Linked DNA regions of Gossypium hirsutum: region 1 is linked to region 2. A link is a contact called in public Hi-C data. All regions are on one chromosome and are shown on one strand. The core of a region is the stretch at or near the end of the contact, and the rest is flanking DNA. Distances in the headings are between cores, read along the strand shown. Region 1 holds the start of LOC107954544. Region 2 holds the start of LOC107952768 (U-box domain-containing protein 33).

The links. Hi-C and Micro-C count contacts between places; a contact is called where the count stands out from the background.
Region 1: a contact with region 2 is called in a Hi-C map of leaf, with 2.4 times the contacts expected there. The contact joins the promoter of LOC107954544 here to the promoter of LOC107952768 in region 2. A contact is called at or near these places in 5 of 34 Hi-C or Micro-C datasets (hypocotyl, leaf and petal).

What each region holds. Positions count from the first base shown.
Region 1 is chrD07:24,926,182-24,930,304 of Gossypium_hirsutum_v2.1, reverse strand. It overlaps LOC107954544, which reads right to left and starts at 2,230. Exons shown (of 14, transcript XM_016890134.2): 1 at 2,040-2,230; 2 at 1,903-1,956; 3 at 1,616-1,817; 4 at 1,455-1,529; 5 at 1,221-1,322; 6 at 978-1,018; 7 at 685-798; 8 at 358-472; 9 at 61-251. The coding sequence starts at 1,950.
Region 2 is chrD07:24,771,124-24,775,445 of Gossypium_hirsutum_v2.1, reverse strand. It overlaps LOC107952768 (U-box domain-containing protein 33), which reads left to right and starts at 2,618. Exons shown (of 9, transcript XM_016887938.2): 1 at 2,618-3,291; 2 at 3,570-3,691; 3 at 3,978-4,099; 4 at 4,245-4,322. The coding sequence starts at 3,021.

The DNA of each region.
Region 1 (4,123 bases), core at 981-3,480, 160 kb before region 2:
TTAGTTTTCCCCATCAGTGTAGTTATAGGTGCAAATTCCTGAAGAATAAATTCAACTTACAACATCAGGTGTAATGTAAGCACTTGGATCTCCAACCTCATAAAGTAGTTGTTCAGCACAAGTACCGAAATTTAAAATCCCGCCACTACCTTCTGCTTTCATGACACATATTTCCCCACTTGATGAAATTTCAGCATACGGCAGTGATAGATCCAGGAGACTTGGGAAAGACAAGTTTCGGTTCTTGTCCGCTAGATTGGAGAAAATGCAGCACAATGAAACTGAGTCAATCAAAATTCTCTATTTTAATCGACCTATTTCCCATGTTATCATAAAGACAGACAAAGTGTAACTAACCTGGATGCATGAAGTATCCCCCTGTGAGTTGACAACCACACTCTAGAAGGTGTCCAGCCAGAGATCCCTGTGCTAATAGCTCCAAGTCATCCCAATTCCAGCCCAATTCGTAAACCTTATCAAATACCAATTATATAATTTTGATTAAATACATTAATGCTAGCCATAGCATAGCCTAAACATCAGCACACTGTCAAATATAATTATGACAACTAATGAATAGAACCATAATGGCGATAAGTAAAACTAACCTAGAGAATTATACTAAGACTCAGAAAAGGAAAAACCTAAAGCCGAGTAATGAAAAGAAAGGTTAGATTTTCATACCATTGGTGCTAAGAATAGTGCGGCATCAGCGACCCTTGAAGTAATTAAAACATTTGGTCGGTATCTCTCTAGACATGCAACTATTGGGGCTGCTCCCAGATATGTGCTAACACCCTTCAAAGAATTAAACAAGATAGAGCTCAAGAGTTTGCATTTCTCATGAAATTTCATAACTAAAGATGAAAAAACGTACATGCAGATGAAAACCAGATCATTAATCCTTTTATGTGAAACCAAAAAGAAGATACAAAAGGCCAATGAACGGTACATGCAAAGGAGTACCAGATTCTTACACCTTCCATGTTAACCAGCTTCTCAGGCAAGGATCCTGAACCTGAATATTTAAAAATATTTCTCATTTGGAGTCCAAGAATATTGCTAAACACAATGAATCAAAATTCTGAATTGCACACAACAATATACTGACTATGGTTTCTAAAATGAAGATCATACAATTGTCAGTTATCTGAACTCACCAGCAAAATTCTCATACATGATTAACTTAAATTTAAAAAGGGCTAACTTGATGAGCATACCCGATTCATTAACAAAGACCTCATGAGCCACAGCAACAGACAAACGAATCCCAAGGCTGCTGGCAACTTCTAAAACCTTTTCTTGAGCACTGACCGGATCCACTATCCAGGAAAGAATCAATATGCTCAGTATGAAAAGAAAAGATCAAACACAACTTTGAACATCAGCACAAAGCATTTGGTGAATTTGGCAGGCAACTCAAAATTTGAAATGATGTTTTCAAATAGTCATACTTGCACCCATGTTGGTAATTATACAAGTTCCCCTATCCACAGCCAAAGGTAGTAGCAGAGACATCCATTCTGAAACTGGAAATTGAACATTTCAGAGAAAACCCAAAAATAAAACATAAATAAGCTTGAATCCAAAACAATTGAAAGCAACATAAACATACTATTAGAATCATAGCCATCACCGCCGGACGCCATAGCCTGGTATCGTTCAGCAAGAGTACGTTCTGCTAAACATTCAAGAACAATATAATTCAGCTCTTTGACTCTGTTAAGCAATTTTTTAGCTGCCATTGGCCGGTCACCACCGAACCCAGCTCCACAGCCAATATAAACTTTGTCTTTTCTTCTTTGAGGATTGATTCTCTGCAGTTTAACATACAACAATTCAATTCAGCCTCCGGAAACTACCTTGGATACTTGTTTCTAAAAACTGATAAATTAAGCTAACCGGCTTGATCAGGCAGTCATGAATCTCTTCGTAGGTCTGTTTTTCCATTGATATCTGTTGAAGATTCAGAAAACAAAAACGAAGTTCACACCAAAAGCTACGCTATTATTGATTTACTGATGAATTCAGAAAATTACCTTAGATTCAATGTAAAAGAGTTGAGAAATTGTCTCGCCGCCGAGTTTTCTTCTCCGGAATCTAAATTATAGCTCTCCCCTGTAATCAAACCGATCAGTTGCTTGATTAGAATCTGATAAACAAAGTCTGGGTTCTTAATAATTATGATGATAACTAAATAAATACAATAAGATCAGGCAGGCTGGCAGGGGCAGCGTCCTAAAATGTAAAATCTTTAAATTAATAAAGATAAAATTAACATTTAAAAATATTAAAAATTTAATTTAATTTTTAAAATTATAAATATATAAATTATTAAAATTATAAAATTATTATCATAAAAATTATAATTTAATTTCATCCTAAAATATTATTTACAACTAGAAGCCAAAATTGACACATTGTCGGAGGGTCCCGCTTTGAACTTTGTTTTGGTGATAGTCGATGGTTATTTATCCTTAACCTGGATGAAACACACGCCGCCTGTTTTCTTCTCTTTCTCGGCTAGAAAATCCCAGTTAGAGAGTTCAAGTAGTAATGTTGCATTGGTTTCATTTAACTTTTCTTTTAGTTGAAAAAGGTTTCTTTTAGACTTTCCATCACTTATGCCATGGAGGTAAGTTATGTTAACAAATCTACATGCAGAAAAGAGGGAAAACGACTTGCTTACTGTTATGGATTCAGCTCATTTACTGGGTAAGGGAGGAAACAGAAATGATGAACGAAGAAGGTAGATTGCTGATTGCCAAGCGGCTAGCTGGGTTCATCAATAGTCTCTCCTACTAAGTACAAGCTATATATATATAGATGGCTCACCTCATTTCGCTCGAGTAGAGACTTCGTTAATGGTCCATCTGGTCAAGGTCCATTACTTTAATATTTTTGAGATAAAAATATTTTTTTAAGATAAAAACATTCTTGAGTTTTTTAAAAGTATGTGTAAGGCCCAATTTTAGCCCGGGCCCATGCAGATTAAATAAACAAAAAAATAAAAAAAACAAAACAATAAACAATGTCCAGTTTTTTTACAAACCCAAAATCAATACAGTCTAGTAAACTAAACCCTATTAACCTAGCCCAAACCTAGACCCACTAAGCCTAGCCCAGCAAACCAACTTAACCCAAATCCCAACCCGATTACAGAAACCCTAGCAGCAAACAACTTCCAGCGCCGCAGCCACCAAAGCCTTCGTCCCCACGTGCCAAGCCTCTGCCCGCGCGCGCGCCTTTACACGTGCGCCACCGCTACGTGCCACGCCTCCATGCACTGTGCTGAGCCGCGCCATGTCACTGTACGGTCTCCGTATACCTGCAAGAAGGACAAACAAACGAAAAAGGCAGAGAAAGCAAGCAAAAAGAATAGAAATCGCCAGCAAATCAGAAAATAGGAAAATAAGAAAATGTAAAGAAAAAAAGATTCGGGGGGATTTCATTTTTTTGATTTCAGTTATAAGAAGAAATAGGGAGCCTTTTGTAGGGGGTTACAGAGAAAAACATACAAAAAAAAAGCACATACACGCATATTGTATACAAAAAATATATTCAGAGAAATCGAAAAAGAAAAGAGTTTGTTAAGATCTGGAAAATACGTACTGATTCTTATTGATTTTCTCATATCATAAGCATACTTACAACTGGGTATTTAATATACAAATTTATTAACTGCTAACCATAACAGCTAACTGATACTAACTGACTAACTGCTTTGAACTAACTGTTTCTTATCCTTAACATGGCTCCTGCTTCTCGACGTTCCTTGCTTTTGCATAATATCCTCTGCTATGGAGGCCACTCCAAGTCTCTTTCTAAACTTGTCAAATAACCCTACAGCCAAAGGTTTTGTCAGCATGTCAGCAACTTGATCTTGCCCAGAAACATGACCAACTAGCAGCGAACCATCTACCACTTTTTCTCTTACAAAGAACAAGTCTAGTTCCACATGTTTAAACTTGGAATGCATGACTGGATTGTTTGCTACAGCAATGGTAGCTGAGCTATCACACCAAACTAGATCTTTACTGGGAAGTGTCACCCCTAGTTCCGTCAACAACAATCGAATCCAAGTTATTTCAGCAGTGACATGAGCCAAGCTTCGATACTCAGC
Region 2 (4,322 bases), core at 1,369-3,868:
TTCCCCCGATCCAAATCCAATTTCTTCTTTTCTTTATCTAAACCAATTCAAATTTAACTTATTTAATTACAAATTCCTTCAATTACATCCAAAAAACACATAATTGGGCATTTTTCACTTTAGCCCCTAACATTTCACATTTTCACAATTTAGTCCCTATTTCAAAACAACACAAAATACTCAAAATTTCATTAAAATCTAGTGAGCCCGAATTCTCCCTATGACCTTAGCAGCCCATTAATTTTATTTATTTCACATTTTAATCCTTAAATTTTCTAATTTCACAAATAAATCCCTAATTTGGATTTTTATCAAAAATCACTTCATTAAACATAATAATCAAAAATCAAAGATTTATTTTCCATCATCAAACAACAAAAACCACTAGCTATCATCAATGGCAAATTTTAAATTCATCAACGGCAAATTTTAAATTCATCAACAATACCAAAAATTAGAGCATGAGCTAGCTAAAACACGAAGCAACGATCTCAAAAACATAAGAATTATCAAAAACCGATCAACTAACATACCTTAATCAAAGATTGAAATGGCCGAACCCTAGCTTGCTTATTTCTTTCTTTTTTTCTTTCAAGATTCGGCAATATGGATGAATGAATCATCCACTAACATGTTTTATTTATTTTATTACATATTACTTTACTTTTTACTATTTTAACCATAAGTATTTAATTATAACTTTTATAATGGTTGTCTAAATGTGTCCATGCATAATTCTAATGGCTAAATATCAACATAAGGACCCCACATAATAAAAGCCATAGCAAAATAGTACTTTAACAATTAGTTAGCCACTTTTGCATTTTACGCGATTAAGCCCTTTCTTTTCCAAATTAAACACACAAACGGATAAATCAAATCACGAAAATTTCACACATGTCAATTCACTATAAGCACGGAAAATATTATTAAAATATTTTTCTGACTCAAATTTGTGGTCCTGAAACCACTGTCTGACTAAAGTCTAAACCGGGCTGTTACACCATATTTTTTCTTTTAGAAACTCCCCTTGCTGGAACCTAGTTTCCATAATTCTAGGTTGTTCCCCCTCCAATCTCGTCGACTCGTTTTCCAACGCAACAAATCTGGAGTCATTCAAGATTTTTACGTTTTGATTACGGTTTTCAGCCTGATTACGCCTAGATATACACTCAACGATCATCTATGGGCCAAACACTTCCTCTGTCGTTGCTGGAGCTGACTCATTACCACTAACTCAGAGACTCCTCCTAGACCACCATCAGTGCTCCGACCTGTCAAAGAAGAAGGGCAAAGGGTTTTTAGATGTCCATATTTGCCACAGGTAAAACAAACCGCAAGTAGAGCCTCAAACTTTACTCTTTGCATTTGACCATTGACTAGAACTTGCGAGGTTAACGATTTTTCCAGGTCAACAAACACCACCATCCTAGTGAATTGACCCCTTCCTCCACTGTCTGTTTTAATATCCATTTTGGCCACTTTTTCGACCAAACTTTCGATCTCCTCTAAAACCTGTTTCTTATACAGGAATCCAGGAAACCCCAAAAATCAGATCTAGGCCAGAACCATGCTCGAGATGGGCTTCGACGGGTTAAAGTCCACCGTCCACGACTGAACTTTAAGGTAGTGTCCAAACACTATTCATGGTTCTTACGTCAAAATCTTCTCATAATCATCTTTGTTTTGGAAACAGACCAAATAGTAGTTGTTTCCCACATCCATTAAACGAAAAGGTTGAGAGGGTTTCTAGAGACTGGAAATCCGATTTTAAAGAACTCCATTTCCTATATTGCGCCCCCAACAATTTCACCACATTTGTGGTCTCTATATCCTTAACCAAGATTTTCTTAATTCGTTTAGAGAAGTCGATGGTTAGAATACCGTTGATGGTAGATTTTAGAATGTCTCCATCTTCAAAATTTAAGTCCACATCAGTAGCACCATCCGAGATCTTGGAGGCGGCCAAAGATCTGGTGTTTTTCCTTCCCAACAATTTATCTTTCCAAGAAATTTTGCTCGCCAAGGCCGTATCAACCACCCATGCTTTCTGCTGAATCATCTCCTATATCTTTGAATCTAACTTTTTTGGTGTTACGGTCCACGTTAGAGCCATCAGCATCACCCATACAATCGTCGGACAAGGTTTTGAAATCATTTATCGCCGAATAAGAGCTTTTAGTCTCCAATTTTTTAATTTAATTCTTTTGTGCAAGATATTAAGAGAATTTCATTTTAGTTTTGAGAGACCTAGCAGTGTCTTCCACTCCAAATTCAGACATCTTTCCTATTATTCCTATTATTGTAAATGTTTCTGTCATTAAGGATGAAGTAACATTTTTTTAATTTTATAATTGAATTGATGACCTAATTAAAAACAGTATAAACACATAAATAAAATGATGACCGGATTAGAAATAACATCAACTCGGCAAAGTAATCAAATATATACAACATCGATTTTCGAAAGATTAAGATCACAAATAAATAAATAAATAAACAAACAAAATAGTCAAGCGCCCCCCCCTCCCAATCTACACTTTCAAGACATCTTACGTGGAGCCCAACGGTAATTCGGTGGAAGCTTCTTCTTGAAGGAAATAAATAAAATGAAATGAAAGTTCAACGCATCAAAAATCAGGAACAGACTTCGAAACTGATCCTCAAAAGGGGGAAAACTGTAATAATTTTTCAGTGATAACGAAAAAGGGAGGCTGCCGATCTTTCAAAATTTTTTTATTTTTATTTTTGTGTATCTAAAGTTAATTTCTCATCCATTTTGCAGTCATTGTCTTGTTTTTATTTAGTTGTCATCGGAACTACAGACAACGACTCCCTTCTATTAAAACACAAAAAACTTACCGTCCTCACCTTCTTCTCTTAATCTTCCCCAAACCCCCATCGGTTTTAGCTCCTCAGTCATAGATGTGAGGAGAAAGTATATTTTGTTTAGATTTTTGGTGAGTTTAGTTGAGAATTTTTCTTTATCTACACTTTATGATTATTTTATTAATTCCAACATGGCTCTGGTGAGTGTTGTGCCTGCAATAACTGAAGGCATGAACTCGATGAGGTTTTGCGACGTTAGAGCTCCGGGGATCTTGTCGAGTGGAAGAGAAATCGTGGAGGAAACGGTGGCGCGTATAATTGAAGAGAAAATCTATGTGGCGGTGGGCAAAAATGTGGATAAATATAAATCCGTTTTGTTCTGGGCTTTACAACATTCAGGAGGAAAAAAGATTTGCATAATTCATGTTCACCAACCCGCTAAGATGATTCCGGTTTCTGAAAGTAAGTTTGATTTCAATTGACTTTTCTTTATTAATGCTTAGAGTTTATTCAGGATGAAAAAAAAGGGTGGGGGTGAAAAACTAAAAAAAATTAAGAATAAAGTTTCCTTCATTTGGTTGATTTTCGGGGACTTTAGTTTATGTGATTGTTCGATTGAAATAATTGGATGGATAAATGGATTATTTCGAAACTATTACAGTATCACTTGTATTATTTTCTCTTGCTTGATTTTGTGTTTTCTAATTGAGAAATTGTTTTATGTGTTTTTGGTTTTGCAGTGGGTACAAAATTTCCTGCTAGTAAACTCGAAGAACAGGAAGTCAAGGCATACTGGGAAATTGAAAGAAAAAATATGGAGAAGATGCTGAATGATTACCTTCTGCTTTGTCTTCAACGTGGGGTATGAGTTTCTTCTTTCACCTTAGTTTATACGATTGTTGACTTCTTGTTGAATTTCAATTCGTGCTAGAAGAACTTTTAATTCTGAACAAATTAACACTGATATGAGCTTATGATTGCGATCTGCAGTGACTGCACATCAAGATCAGGAAAATTTCAGCTAAAATTATTGATCTATGATCACTACCTCTTTCAGTTTATTGTTTTTAGTCCTCAATTTCGATTGTGAATACCAAATCAACTCATTTGGGAAGTTTCTAATCTGTTCTTCTATTATTTTACTGTAGGTGCAAGCAGAGAAGCTGTACATTGAAAGGGATTCTATCGAGCAGGGGATTTTGGAAATGATATCTGAGAATAGGATCCGTATGCTTGTAATGGGAGGAGCAGCAGACAAACATTATTCAAAGTATAAACCACATAAGTAATCATCTATCCTCAATCCCAACATAGGATCAACTAGACCAACAGTGGATCTTCTAAGAGACTTGCATGTCTTGCTCCCTAGGAAGCACACTTAAGATGTTGTTTACCTTATTCCTTTTCCATTGCAGGAAAGTTGTTGACCTCAAGTCCAAGAAAGCCATCTTTGTGCGTGAAAATGCACCTAATACCTGCCACACAATATGGTT